Linked DNA regions of Mus musculus: region 1 is linked to region 2. Evidence: chromatin contacts called from public Hi-C data. All regions are on one chromosome and are shown on one strand. Each heading gives the region's core, a stretch centred on a gene start, on an enhancer-like site or on the middle of the called end of the contact. The rest is flanking DNA. Distances are from core to core; before and after follow the strand shown.

What was found. Hi-C and Micro-C count contacts between places; a contact is called where the count stands out from the background.
Region 1: a contact with region 2 is called in a Hi-C map of liver, with 1.9 times the contacts expected there. The contact joins the enhancer-like site here to the promoter of Eps15 in region 2. A contact is called at or near these places in 1 of 39 promoter capture datasets (macrophages), 1 of 15 datasets of contacts at CTCF or cohesin (the NIH/3T3 cell line), 7 of 484 Hi-C or Micro-C datasets (the 3T3-L1 cell line, bone marrow-derived macrophages, embryonic stem cells and 2 more), 9 of 115 datasets of contacts at active chromatin or transcription factors (CD8 T cells, the SCID.adh cell line, bone marrow-derived macrophages and 5 more) and 3 of 9 other capture datasets (adipose tissue, liver and pancreatic islet).

The regions. Positions count from the first base shown.
Region 1 is chr4:109,315,425-109,322,742 of GRCm38.p6, forward strand. It overlaps Eps15 (epidermal growth factor receptor pathway substrate 15), which reads left to right. Exons shown (of 25, transcript NM_007943.3): 8 at 421-480; 9 at 5,704-5,793; 10 at 6,646-6,791. Among named protein-coding and RNA genes, the nearest start is that of Gm52702, 24 kb to the right of the region's middle. Within about 2 kb of position 2,012, at least 21 of the 459 cell types and tissues checked have an H3K27ac peak or open chromatin away from gene starts, as enhancers often do. A contact at or near this core is called in adipose tissue, bone marrow-derived macrophages, liver and 1 more, where this site is marked.
Region 2 is chr4:109,275,282-109,282,770 of GRCm38.p6, forward strand. Eps15 (epidermal growth factor receptor pathway substrate 15) reads left to right here and starts at 4,994. Exons shown (of 25, transcript NM_007943.3): 1 at 4,994-5,163. The coding sequence starts at 5,131. It overlaps Gm40225 (a long non-coding RNA gene), which reads right to left and starts at 5,042. Exons shown (of 3, transcript XR_868003.2): 1 at 4,741-5,042.

The DNA.
Region 1 (7,318 bases), core at 762-3,261, 37 kb after region 2:
GGTGCTTAATAAATACAGAGTTTGGTTTGTTGTTTTGAGACCATTTCTTGGTGTAGCCCAGGCTGCCTGGGAACTCTTTGTAGACCAGGCTGGCCTTGAACTCAGATCCACCTACATCTGCCTACTGAATACTGGGACTAAAGGCATGCAGCACCACATCTGTCAAGACTGGTTTTTAAAAGCTCTTTTCTAGTATTGTTTCCAACCGTTTCTCTACTGTATGGTCTGTGTGAGATTCCAATTTTCTTGCTTTAAACTAACCTCCTAGTAACTTCCCATTGCAATTAAGACAAAGTCCAGATTCCTTTTAAGATACTTAACCTCAGACACTCTCATATTCCATTAGTATGCTTTCTCTTCCTGTCCCTAAAGAATACATAAAGTAAAGAGCATTAATTGTTCTCACTTTCCTTTTTTAAGGTTTGGGAGTTGAGTGATATTGACCACGATGGAAAGCTGGACAGAGATGAGTTTGCAGTTGTAAGTAACTAGATGTTCTTAAAGTGTAAAATACTATCATATGACAGCCTTCTCACACCCACACCTCCTGACAGCTTATTAAAACAGGGCTCGAGTTTACGATCTGCCTACATGCTTAAATTACAGTGTGTGTCATCTGTCTTGGGAAATAGTTCCCATTTTAATTTATCCTTAGACTATGCCCATCAGATCGTAGTTACTAATGTCTTTAGAATTTATTTGGTTGAGTGCATATATTTAATGGGTAAGAGAATGTGTATGTTTTGCCATCATTTTTTTTTCCCTCACTGTAGGTGCATAGGAAAGATACTCAGTTAATGTGCAATAAAATGATGGATATTTAAAAATCCTTATATTGATCTGATGTCCACTGAAAGTTAATATTGCTTAAAACACAAAGAGAAAAACCACTTAAAGAAAGTCAGTAGTTGGTATTAATCCCAAACTAAGTCCTTTCCTTCTCTGACACCCTGTGTAACTTTAGCTTTGTTTGTGATGATTTATTTACTTACTTACTTAATTCTTTTAATTTTATTATTTTTAATTTTTTATTAGATTTTTCTTTATTTACATTTCAAATTTTAATCCCTTTCCCCATTTCTCCTCTGAACCCCCCCCATCCCATACCCCTCCCCCTGCTCCCTAACCCACCCACTCCCGCTTCTCTGTCCTGGCATTCCCCTACACTGGGGCATAGAGCCTTCACAAGACCAAGGGCCTCTCCTCTCATTGATGTCTCACAAGGCTATCCTCTGCTACATACTTGGATAGAGCCTTGAGTCCCTCCATGCATACTCTTTGGTTGGTGGTTTAATCCCTGGGAGCTCTGGGGGGTACTGGTTGGTTCATATTGTTATTCCTCCTATGTGGTTGTAAACCCCTTCAGCTCCTTGGGTCCTTTCTCTACCTCCTCCATTGGGGATTTTTTTTTTTTTTTTTTTTTTGAGAGAAAGTTTCTCTGTGTATCTTTAGCTGTCCTGGAATTTATCCTGTACACCAGGCTGGCCTTGAACTCAAGAGTATCACCTATCTCTGCCTCCCAAGTGCTGGGATTAAAATCTGTTACCATCACTGCCCAGCCTAGTTTTATTTTAAATAAAGATATCCTAAAGCTTTTTAGTTTAGTGTCTTTATGTATTTCTGTACTCACATAGTATATACCAGCTTGAAAACTGTTGTTTCTCTCCACACACACACAGAGACACACAGGGCACATGGGTTGGGAGGGGGATGTACATTATTTGATCTGGTTGCTGTTGCTTTAGTTGCAGTCTGTATAGGATAGAGTACAGTATAGTAAGAGAACAAGATCATAGTCCAGCAGTATTAAAATTATTCTGTTCATCTTTAGGATTTTGGTGAACAAAATTTTGGCTTTAGTTTTGTCAGGGAAACTATTTTTAAGAAACATGAAATTGGTAACTTTTTCAACTTTCAGGAAAAAAAAAGTGTTGTCTATTGGCAGCAGATGGCAAGCATTGCTTTTTTGTTTTGTTCAGTGTCCACTTTTCCAGGAAATGACTTCATCTGCAGCAAGAATGCTGACCTTGATATGTGTGCTAGTCACTCTGTTAGCAAAGTACCAGCCTAGTACTACAGATACTCTGAAGTAGATTGTTTCTTTCTGAAGCTTCAAGTTTTTGAAGACATAGGGTTCATGTGTTTTCAAACTGACATGGAGTTCTTAACTGTTTGGCCAGTTTGTGGTAAAGGATTGGTTTGGCTATCCCTGGATACACAGCCCCAGAGAACTTGTTAGAAATGCAGATTCTCTGACTCAGTGCCAGCTTTACTGATCCCAGAATTCCAGGAAATTCTGATGTGCACTAAAGTCTGGGTCCACAGGTCAGATTTAGCTGTTCCAATTATAAAGGAAAGAGTGATAGTCAAAATTATCACACAGATGCTATTGTTAATATTGTAGCTAAGGAGTTCTTGGTTTGTATCATATACATTTATATATAATATTATATAAACATTTTAGTGTCTATATAGATACATAGATATTTAAAAAGTTCTTTTTTGAGACAGACTCTCATATAACCTAGGCTGGGCTCAAACTCAGTTCTCTGCTGCCTGGTCCTGAGTAATGGGGTTATAGGCATGTAACACCAATGGTGTAGTCTATACAGTAGCCTATGGCATCTTTAAAATATTGTATTAGTCAAGTTAGCATCCCTGAGCTGCCGTTTCTTCATTTATAAAATATTAGCCATCATATAAATTGTGGGTCACAGTTGTATTGAGTACTCAGTAAGTACTGATTTGAAAATTCTATAAAACTCAAATTTAGGAGTTAAGATAGATGCCCAATGCAAATTTCCTTTGAGAGAATTATAATTTTCAGTGGGAAAAAAAAATCAAGAAATAATGCACCCACTCTCAGTTGCAACGGAAATCCTTCTTGAGGTTAAAGATATTGTCTATTTTTCTTTTATTATATAGTTTTTAAATTTATTTATTTATTTATTATATGTAAGTACACTGTAGCTATCTTCAGACACTCCAGAAGAGGGCGTCAGATCTCATTACAGATGGTTGTGAGCCAACATGTGGTTGCTAGGACTTGAACTCAGGACCTTAGCAAGAGCAGTCGATGCTCTTAACCGCTGAGCCATCTCACCAGCTCTAGTTTTCTTTTTTCTTTTTTTTTTTAATTAGGTATTTTCCTCGTTTACATTTTCAATGCTATCCCAAAGGTCCCCCATACCCACCCCCCCAATCCCCTACCCACCCACTCCCTCTTTTTGGCCCTGGCGTTCCCCTGTACTGGGGCATATAAAGTTTGCAAGTTTTCTTTTTTTAAAAGCCATAAAACTTCATCCTCTGAGAGTATGAAAGGTATCTTTAACGTGGAGAAGTTACAGTGTTTTACAGTAAATATTCTACAGACAGTAAGCTTTTAAAATATATGTACACATATACATACACACTTTAGATATTTAAAATATTTTAAGGTAGGTAATACATTCTAATCATTCAAAATTAAACAAGAAGATAGTGAAAAAAGGATCCATCTCTGCCTGCAACTGTTGTAGTCTTCTCTGGCCAGCTACTTTTCTTACTTTCTGGTTTATCCTTGAATTTTCCTTGTTCAAATGTACAAAAATTTTGAATAATTATTTGCTCTTTACCACAGAAGATAACACCACACAAACACACATGCACGCACACATATACTGGAGGTATGTGTTCAACACTGTATTTTTTTATGTTATCATTGTGCTTTAGATTCTTGGACTTATTTTCTCATAGAATACATTGTGATTTTTTTTTTCTGGTATATTGTTTTTTGAGACTGAATACAATGGATTGCTTCCAATTTAAGTATGTAATTTGGTAAATATTGAAAATTTCGTATTCGTGAAGACAATACCATAATGCTTTCCTATGATTTGTTTGTTTGTCTGTTTTGTTTTGTTTTTGAGACAGGATTTCTCTGTGTAGCCCTGGCTGTCCTAAAACTCACTCTGTAGACCGGGGTTGTCCTTGAACTCAGAAATCCTCCTGCATCTGCCTCTCAAGTACTGGGATTAAAGAAGTATGCTTTCCCAACCTAGCTTCATTATTTTTTAAAAACGATTGTTTCATAGTTTTTTATTATATAGGTATATCATCACTTTAGTGTTAGTCTTTTATTGATGGACAGGTGCTATTGCAGCCAATTGTTATGGTTAATAATCTTTTTTCAGGCAGCATTTCATATGGAAAATAAATGTAAGTATTGATTTCTAGATGTGAAATCATTTAGCCAAAGGGAAGAGTGTATTTGCAATTTGGTGATCAGTTGGTCCTTCAAAAGGATATTACTGATTTGAGTTTTATATAGGAGAAAACAATAGTTTTCCCTCTATAGTCTTTTTAATTTCTTGGCTGAGATTCATGTAATGAAAGACATGTTCTCAAAAGAAAAATGTTTATTAATATGTATAATTTATATTTACTTGGGAGACAATTTGAGGAAAGAAAAACTTTCCAAGAAGTAGCATAAAACTTAGGCTTATTACAGTGTCTTCAACACATGTAGAGGTTTAGGTAAATGAGAAGGCAAAGAAAAAGGCCTAAGACACTAGAATGCACAAATTACAAAAAGGTACCAATGGTAGATAGCAGTGAAAGTGGATAGATAGTAACAGCAGAAACCGATAACAGCTAGAGTAACGCCTCTTCTGTGAGTGCTTCTGATGCACCATCTCCATGCTTGTAATGTTAGGTGAGGCTGTGGCTCACCCATGTAGCCCCAGCACTTGAGAACTAAGGGTGGTTTAAGGCAAAGTTATCTTGTGTCTTGCCCAGTTGCCCTCTGCTACAAATAATCCTGCCATAGTGGTACTTATTACCCTTTGGTGCTCAGTAGCAGTGTCTGACAGTGCCTCTTTTTTGAGAGTTCACCTCCCAAGTACATTATGAAAGTTGGGATTCTTGCCACTTAGGCAAAATGTAAACCCACTATAATTTTAACCTGTAGTTTTAGTTTAGGGGTAAAATTGAGTATGGCTTTTATATGTTAAACGATGAGCTATTTGTGATGTTCATTTGGGTCGGGGGCATAAATTAGTTCATATTTTTTGTTCATCTTCCTATTGGACTTAAATTTATGATCTGTTAATTTCTAGGAGCATTTTATATACTAGGAGATTTCTTTATAGACAGCATTTTCTACTCAAATTCTTATATTCTTTGCTATTACAAGAACTTCAATTGAAGGGTGTGCCTCTTAAATTTTTGCTACTGAATATTCCTTCCTGAGAATTATTTAGCTTTGAGTTTATTTTCTTCCTCTTTCCTTTTCATTCTTCCTCTTTTTCTCCTGTTTTCTTTCAACTTTTCTTTAAGAAGATTTAAGATGAGGCCATGGTGGCTCACAACTTTAATCTCTGTACTCTGGAGGCAGAAGTAGGCAGATCTCTGAGTTTGAGGCCATCTTGGTGTACAGAGCAAGTTCCAGGACAGCCAGGCCTACACAAAGAAACCCTGTTTCTAAAAAATAAAAACAATAAAGAAACACACATATGTGTGTATGTATGTATGTGTGTGTGTATATACACATATGTACACACATATATACATACACACACACACACACACATATATATATTTACACACACACATGTATATGTGTATATATTAAAAATGATTTGTGGTTGAGCAGGGCTTAACTCAGTGAATGAATTTTGTACTAATTTTAAAATAATATTTGATTTCGTTTTGTTTATCTTTAAGGCCATGTTTTTGGTATACTGTGCACTGGAGAAAGAACCTGTGCCAATGTCCTTGCCTCCAGCCTTGGTGCCACCTTCTAAGAGAAAAACGGTCAGTATATCAGGCTCCAAGTGGGTGATCCCCTCTTCAGCAGCCAAGGAATCTTACCACTCCTTACCACCTGTAGGCATTTCACCTACCAAAGCACCGTTAAGACAGGTAGAAATCTATCGGTGTTCAAGGATTTTGCTCTAACAAAAGTGCATGAATATGATTGATAAAGATAGCAGGTGCAGTCAAAGATGCTGCACTCTTCTAGTTAAACCCATATGACATCATGCCCAGAGGAGGCAGGTGCTCCTTAGGTCCTGTGGATGTTTAACTGGCTTTGCCTTCATCTATCAGAGATTTAAGATGGAAATGGAAGATACTGTGTGCTAACATGCATGCTTGCCCTGTCGTGATAATTGTTTTTAATCTGTAGTTAACTCTTGATTCTTCAGATCAGGTTATTAATTCTGATTGATTCTTACTTCCTCTGATCTATCTCTTGTCAGGTTGTGTAAAGACAACTAATGACAGCACGTGCATGTTTTAGCTCTGGGCAAGAATGCTGCATGGAACTGTAGAAAATGAAACTTGGGGATTATCTGGATATTGTTTATACAGGTTTTCCCAGTTACTGCTGATAGTATGGAAATGGTTTAATTGTGCTTGACTTCTTTGGTTACTTAAAAGAAAAATGTTAGCCTGGCATCTGTAAGTCTTAACTGACTTTAAATTTGTTGCCTTCCCTTTCTCCTGTTTGGTTGTGACGTGGGGGGCAGTGTGCCGCCATCAAGGTGATTTGGGTGGATTGGTTCAGATTGCTGATAGATACGGTTATGTGTTAAAAGAGTATCAAATGTGTACTCTTTTCAAGGTTGGATTAATTTTGACAGAATCTTTCTCTCCCCACTCTAGTGGGTTGTATCCCCTGCAGAAAAAGCTAAATATGATGAAATTTTTCTGAAAACTGATAAGGATATGGATGGATATGTGTCTGGACTGGAGGTCCGTGAAACCTTCCTGAAAACAGGTTTACCTTCTGCCTTGCTAGCCCACATTTGGTAAGACTTTATTTTAATAAATTAAAAAAAACCAAAAACGTGTATATGTGTGGTTGTCTGTCAATTCTAGTTTTTTACTACTTTTGTGAATAAGTTATTATTTGTTTCATTTTTATAGAGGAAATTCAAATTTAAAGAATTATGTGTAATAAACAAAAATTCAAAAGTGAAAACAAAACAAAAAACCCAAACAACCCTCCAGACCTCAGGCATGGTTTGTTTGCCTGAAGCTTTAGGGATCTGGAGGTGTCAGTGACTTGTTAAAGTGGCGCCTCAGTTTACACCAGCCCCAACTCTGAGAGTTCTCTAGAGAATCCAGATGGCTGTAATTCTAACACTTTAGTCAGTAGTATCTTTAGGCCTGGGGATATAGCTCAGTTGGTAAGGTCCCATGCAGGAGAGCCTGGGTTTGATCCCTTGCATTATATAAATTGGATCTGGTGGCATACACCTGCAATCCCAGGACCCAAGGTGCTGAAAGATCTGATGATCAGGCCCTATCCAACTGTACAGTGACTTTAAGACCA
Region 2 (7,489 bases), core at 3,744-6,243:
AAAATTGGGTCTGAATCAGAAGACCTTTGAAAAACGTATTCTTCTGTAAAGTAAGGTAAAACCAATCCTTACCAGGTTGTTGTAAAAACAGGTTTTGGCCCTTAGTACTCAGATTAGAGTCATCAGATACAACTTCGTATCTTAGGGAACACCTACCTTTTAATGACAGTGTTTGAAACAGTCCCTCCCCCTTCTTGTAACTATTATAGCTACAAACTCACTTAGTAATTAGATGGTTGACTGAAGAGCAGGGAGGTAAGTGGTGGCCTTCCACAATGGCATTGCATAAATATGAGCTACTGAACATACACAGAGTCCAGGCCGGTCTCTTTCAAAGGCCATTTATGTATGCTGTCTAAGTTTTATACCACCTGTATCAAATAGTTATTATTATATCAGAAGTATATGCCAGGAATTTGAAACTTAGAGGCTGAGAGACATTAAGCTGCCCTAAAAAAAATCAAGTAAATCTCTTTTGTCTGACCTATACAGTTCATTCCTGTTACAATGGGATTATAATATATCTTCCATTAGCTATATTTTTGTCTTCCTAAAATAGATTTGGGATGCAACCCAGTCCTTTGGTGAGATATGGGACACACATTTTCAAATTGTCTTCGGTATGCCATTAAAAAAAAAACAAAACAAACCCAGTCTCAGAAGTTGTAGGTCTTGGGAGTTTGGCCCCTCAGTGCTATCCCTACAGGTCTGCTCTCATCTCCGGCTACATGCGATGAATGGAACCCAGAACTCACGAGTGGAGAAGCCACTATAACTTATTGGTGCTCCTGAGGCACTGGGAACAAGTCCTACACAGTGAATTTAAGGCTCTTCTCCTCTCCTAGGTGCTCCTTCCTTTCTCTTCTATCTCTCTCCGCCATCCTCCCCTCCTTCCTTTCCTCCCCTTTTCTCTTTTGGATTGAATCCGGGACCTTGTGCACACTAGGCAAGTATACTAGCTTAGCTATATCCTCAGGCCTCCCCCCACCCCTCTTAAATGAAGACCCAAACTGCTTATGTGCCAGTATGCTTGTGCTTTAGGGGACAGATGTCAATGTAGGGTGTTTTTGTTTTGTTTTGATTTTGGTTTTTTGAGACAGGGTTTCTCTGTGTAGCCCTAGCTGTCCTGGAACTCACTCTGTAGACAAGGCTGGCCTCAAACTCAGAAATCCACCTGCTTCTGCCTCCCAAGTGCTGGGATTAAAGGTGTGTGCCACCACTGCCCGGCTAGGTGCACCTTATTTCTAAGGAAGGTTTCTCACTGAGTTAGAGTGCACAAATTTCTCTGGGCTGCATGGACATCAATCAAACCCTAGGATCTTTCTGTATTTGCTTCTCCAGTGATAGGTATATGCCTCTTGGCTCCCTCCCAACACCCCAAATGGGTGATGAGGATCAAATTCAGGTTCTCTTGCTTGCACTTAACCAACTGAGCCATCTCCCTAATTCCTCAATGTTCCTATCTGTGAAGTGGGGAAAAACTGAAGATACATATAGCTGAGATTTTATGTTTGGTTTAGTTCAATAAAGCTTTATAAGGGACCTCTTAGATATTAGGAATTAGTTGTGTTAGATTTTGCAAGCAACGACATAAACTTTTAAAAGAGTCCTTTATAAATACAAAGTTTCATTTTTTTTTAACTTAAAGCAAACCCATACTAATAGTTCCTTTTATTTCCTTAACATGCTATGGTATGTTTGTGAGGGTCAGAGGAGTCCTTTCCTTCCAGCTATTTTCAAAGATTTATTTATTTATTTTATGTATGTGAGTACACTGAAGCTGTACATATGGTTGTGACCCTTCATGTGCTTGTTGGGAACTTATTTATTTATTTATTTATTTATTTATTTATTTTTAAGGACCTCTGTTTGCTCTGGTCAACCCCGCTCACTCTGGTCAGCCCCATTCACTTGGCTCAACTCTGTTTGCTCAGTCCCTGCTCGCTCCAGCTCAAAGACCGGTGGTTGTGAGCCATCACGTGGTTGCTGGGATTTGAACTCAGGACCTTTGGAAGTGCAGTCAGTGCTCTCACTTGCTGAGCCATCTCACCAGCCCATCTTCAAACACAAACTTGTCTGACTTTCAGATTTCTGAACTTCTACACTTCTCTCTACAACTTCAAACACTTCATACGTCATTCACAGCCCCCCTAAATTCCTATAATTAGTAAGTGACTTTTCAGTTACACCAATGGTTCTGATCTCTAAGTTTTGTTCATTTCAATATATCAACTGCTTTTGCTATTAGACATGTAACCTTGGGCAAATTATTTGACCTCTGTGGTGCTGAGTACCTCATTTGGGAAGTGAGTGTGATAATTGCTTCCTTTTAGGGTGTTTTTGTGAAGTTCAAACTTATAATGTGAAGTAATAGATGCCAATAGAAATATCAGTTGGGTTATAGTTGATGTTTCAAACTGGAATAGTTTCTCCTCTTCTCCCTTGAGCCAAAAGGAATAATGGCAAAAAGAAGTCAAAGGAGATACTCCTGACTAAGTGTTTACTCATCAGACCTGTATAACTTGCTCTTTGAGGCTGGATCAAATCAGAGGAGTCTAGGTAGACTTGGGAAGGGAGTTCTTGAGACCTCTCTGGTTTTTGCCTCTGATGGAAAAAGTCTAAAAATGGAAGTGGAGCCAACTAGATCTTGGGTTTTTCCAGCTGTCTCAGTGTATTGAGGAATCCTATTATAATGATAAAGGCTGTGGCCCTGATAGACGTGTGGGTTTTGTCCTGGAAACCACCATTAGGGAAAAAGGAAGCAAACACATATTGAGGTTGGGTACTTCTGTGTCTGAGGGACCTGCAGTAGAGAGTTAGTCTTCTTTAAGGCCAGTCAGATGTAGGCAGGTCATCAACTAACTCTTAAAACGAGGCAGAGGATATGGCCTTTGAAGCAGCTTACTAGATTAGTGCAATGGCTGCCAAGACTGCTAGCCTGAGTTCCATCCCCGAAACCTCCATGGTGGAAGGAGAGAATCTACCCCCTCCCCAAGTACTACACACACACACACACACACACACACACACACAATAAAAAAGGCAGAATAAAAAAGTCATATCAAAGTAACTAAAAGCTGGTATGCAGACTTCCTAGACCTTCTGAAGTAGGCTACATACAAACTGAGTGTAGTTTTACATCAACCTGACACAAGTTAGATTTATTAGACACGAGGAAACCTCAGTTGAGATAAAGCCTCCATAAGACCTCACTGTAGGGCATTTTCTTAACTAGTAGTTGGTAGGAGAAGGCCCAAGCCTGGGTTCTATAAGAAAGCAAACTGAGTAAGTCAGTAAGCAGCACCCCACCATGGCCTCTGCTTCAGACCCTGCCTCCAGGCTCCTGCCCTGTTTGAATTCCTTTCCTCACTGCTTTTGATGATGACCAGACTGTGAGGGAAATAAATTCTTTACTCTTCGGGTTGTCTTTGGTCATGGTGTTTCATCACGGCAGTAGTCACCCTAAATAAGAACCTTTGCAGATGACAATTTCAGGTAAGCGGTTCCTTATTCTAACTAAGTGTGGCAAAATGAAAAAGAGTAAGGTGTATAATGTTGAATACAGGCAGGACAAAGGCCTTCATTTAAGCATATACTATAATGTTATGGTGTTAAAATACATATATATTAAAAAATCTCTGCCACTGGTGAGCTGAGGGGGGTGGTTAGACTTATGTAAACAGGTCATTAGGAGGTTGTTGCCCTCTTCTAGTAAAGTCAACAAAAGAGTATGAACACTAGTTTGGAGAGACAATACTCTGTCAAGAGGTGGCATTTATGACAAAAAGGAATTTGAGAGGAACCGGGCACTGGTGGCACATTCCTTTAATCTCAGCACTTGGGAGGCTGAGGCAGGCAGATTTCTGAGTTCAAGGCCAGCCTGGTCTACAGAGTGAGTTCCAGGACAGCCAGAGCTATACAGAGAAACCCTGTCTCAAAAAACCAAAACCAAAACCAACCAACCAACCAGACAAAAAAAAAAAAAAGAATTTGAGATGGGACTTTATGCACTCACTGTACCTCTGAACTCCACTGTGGCCCTACACCTGCTTTTTTTTTTTTTTTTTTTTTTTTTTTTTAAATTAAACAGTCTAGGCAGGACAGGGAGCAGGCAAGGCAAGCAGTTCCTTCTTGCTCCCAAGATTTTTACTTTAGAAGGATTTACATGCCTTCTTAATGTGATAGCAGGTAGAAAGATTTGTAATCCAGCTTTCTAGTTAGTTTTTAAACTTCGGGTAAGAGAGTTGTTTTGTTTTGTTTTGTTTTTTCTTTTCGGGGAGGCCCTTTTCTTTTTATTTCAGTCAGGGCCTTACTATGTGTCCTTGAACTCACTATGTAGAGCAGGCTGGCATGGAACTCTCAGAGATTAAAGGTATGTGCCACCATGCCTGGCTGGCTTTCACCATCCTCATTTGTATAACTTCTTTCTGTTTCAAATCCCCTATTCACACAATTTTTTAAAAAAGTATTTAGGCCTGGAGTAGTGGTACATCTCCTTAATCCCAGCACTCTGGAGGCAGAGGGAAGTGGATCTCTGTGAGTTTGAGGCCAGCCTGATCTATACAGTGAGCTTCGGGATAGCCATGGCTACACAGAGAGAGACCTTGTTTTAAACAAACAGCAAACAAACAAAAGCATTTAGTGCAGAATCACACACAATCAGAATTATTTAATGTTATTACTACTAAACCGCTCCTGTCATTACTTAGTACCATTACTTTTTTAGTTCCCACAACCCACCTGGACATGGTTCTAATTTCTCCCCGCACTTTACAGAAAACAGCAGCCCAGGAAGAAGGATGGTGGGTGACCTGCCTAAACTCAGGTCTCTGTGGCGCCGCCTCCGCTGACCGTCCACCCCAGAGCCCTATCCGCACCGGGTTTTCCAGGGAGGCCGGGGTCAGGGCCTGGTTCCGCGGCTCAGACTCCCGCTCCGGGCTTTGCGCGCCGCCACGGCCTGTGAGGCCGGCGGGGCGGGGCGGGGCGGGGCGGCGTGAGGAGGGAAGTTGTCGAAGTTCGGGGAGACGCCCGGCCGCCGGCCTCGCCTACGGCCTGTCCCTCCGCCTCCTTCCCGCCCCGGGCCCCCGTCCGTCCGTCCTTCCTTCCCCTCCCGTGCATGATGGAAACACCATGGCTGCGGCAGCCCAGCTCTCCCTGACACAGGTAACGCCGCCCGCCGGTCGGCCCGGCTCGACCCGCCGGGGTTCCCCGGCCCTCCCTCCCCCCCTCCACCGCTCTGGGGCGCTGGCGCGGCGGCTGCCCTCGGGCCGCACGGTGGGAGCGCGTGTGAGGAGTGCGGGCGCCATCCCGAGTCGGAGCGGGAGCGGCGAGCCGGGGCCGCCGCACCCCCGCCCCGGGTCGCCGGGCTCTCGGCTCCGCCCCGCGCGGCTCCCACCCGGCCGCCGCCCCCGCCGCGGGTCTCCGCGCCGCTCTCCTCCAGGTCCCGTCGGCGCTCACCTTCTCGGCAAGTTTCTCCTCCGGGCCTGACGGCCGCCAGGTGAGCTCCGGTGGGGCTCACGCTAGACAGCGGCCGCGGGCGATGCGAGGCTCGACTTCGGCGGGGCAGGGTTCCCTCAGCTTCGCTCTGCTCCGGTCCGCGGGAGCGACGACTGCCGAGTTCCCCTCAGTTCCCTCAAGTCAGCCTGGCTTCCAGAAGTCGCATCCTGTCCGGGCACTTGACCCACTCACTTCTGCTCAGATCCCCTTGCAGACTTTCCCACCCGCGAGGGCGCCGTCTCTGATCGTCGTCCGAGGGGTCATGGTGCCAGCCTTCTGCAGGTGGGGCGCCTCTTTCCTCCCTGGTGCCCGGAACCACCGGGGAGATAACTTTGTCCTGGGACGATCTCGACCAAAAGCTGTTCTCGGAGTCTGTTCTCGGAGTCTCGCCTCTTTATCATCATCATCATTATTAAAATGTTCTCTTCCTTCAGAGCCCCATCCTCGAGGGATACATCTAAACATCACTCACTTAGGAGAACCTGAGTTCTCCGTTTCTGTAAAACCAAGCGTAGTCATCTCAAGACACCCAGGAGGGATGAGGTACCAAACACCTGCCAGTCCCTTTCATCTTCACTGCCCAGAAGTTTGCCTTCTCCATAGCTGGGGGCTGTGTACTCCCTGGTATAAGCCCACCTCAGCCTATCAGCCTGCCCTGTGATAGCTCCCTGCCATCTTGTCTCCTTGGCCTAGATTTGCCTGTACTTATAAGGTAGGGCATGTGTTTGGGTAATAGATTATTTCTATGTTATGATAAAGAGGTTTTGAGGTGTTTCTTTCCAAGAACTTGGAGATAAAAAAGTATTTTCCCCAGGAGCCAGGGTGGAAATTTTATTTACTTATTTATTTTGAGACAGGGTCTCAAATAGATCAAGCTGGCTTTGAACTCACTATGTAATCAAGAATATCAAGAATGACCTTGATTTTGGATCCTTCTTCCTCCATCTCCCAAGTGGACTGTACCACTATATTAGTTTATTCATCGCCAGGGATCAGACTCAGGACTTCATGCTGGCTAGACAGGCCCTGTACCGACTGAGCCATATCCCCAGCAAAAGTGATTCTATATATACTGTATGTGTGTGTGTGTGTGTATTATAGTGCGCACACACACACACACACACACACACACACACAGAGGCATCCCACAGGTAAGACAGCCTTTAGGAATAACCTCATAAACTTTACATTTCCAAATTTATTTCCTGTGGGTCATTGTGTTTTGACTTGCATCTAACAGGGAAGAACTTTTAAGATGGCCCAGTCTTGTCATGAATCTGTTTAGAAGGGTCCTTCTGAAACTCACATTTGAGGAATGGAAACATTGACTTTTGGGTGTTGGCTTTCTGAGTCTAGATAGTGACCTGCCTTAAACATGATCTCTGTTGGCAGGCACTTGTATTCTGACTCTGTTGGCTAATTCTGGTAGTTTCCCCCGACCCCCCTATTAAAGATTTTGTTCCCTTGAAGACTTCTGTAGAATTGCTTCTTGGTTGTGTGCCTACTTTATTTTCTTCTTGGATTGTACTGTGTTTTTAGTTTCTGTTTAGGATCACTTATCTCTGGAAATTTGCTTCAGGCTCTCAGTTTTGTAGTCATTTTCATAATTTGCATATGTTCTTGTGGTTGTATAGTTAGGTGTTAAAATGTATCCAGAGTAAATGCTGAATCACTAAGGGGAAATTATTCTTTAGTATTTCATGTTTGAACTTAAATTGATAATTCAAATAAGTCAATTTAAAATATTTAGATATTAAAATACTAAGATATAGTGAGATATTATAAAGGCACAGGGGAAAAAGTTTTTAAAATATTTACTAATGTATCTTTTTCCTTCAAACTTAGCAGATTTATAGTTCTTAGATATAATTACTTATTTGTGTATGAGTGTTTGCCTGCATGTATATATGTATACCACATTCATGTCTGGTGCCCATATAAGACAGAAGAGAGTGTCAAATCCCTTGGAACTAGAGTTATGGATGGTTATAAA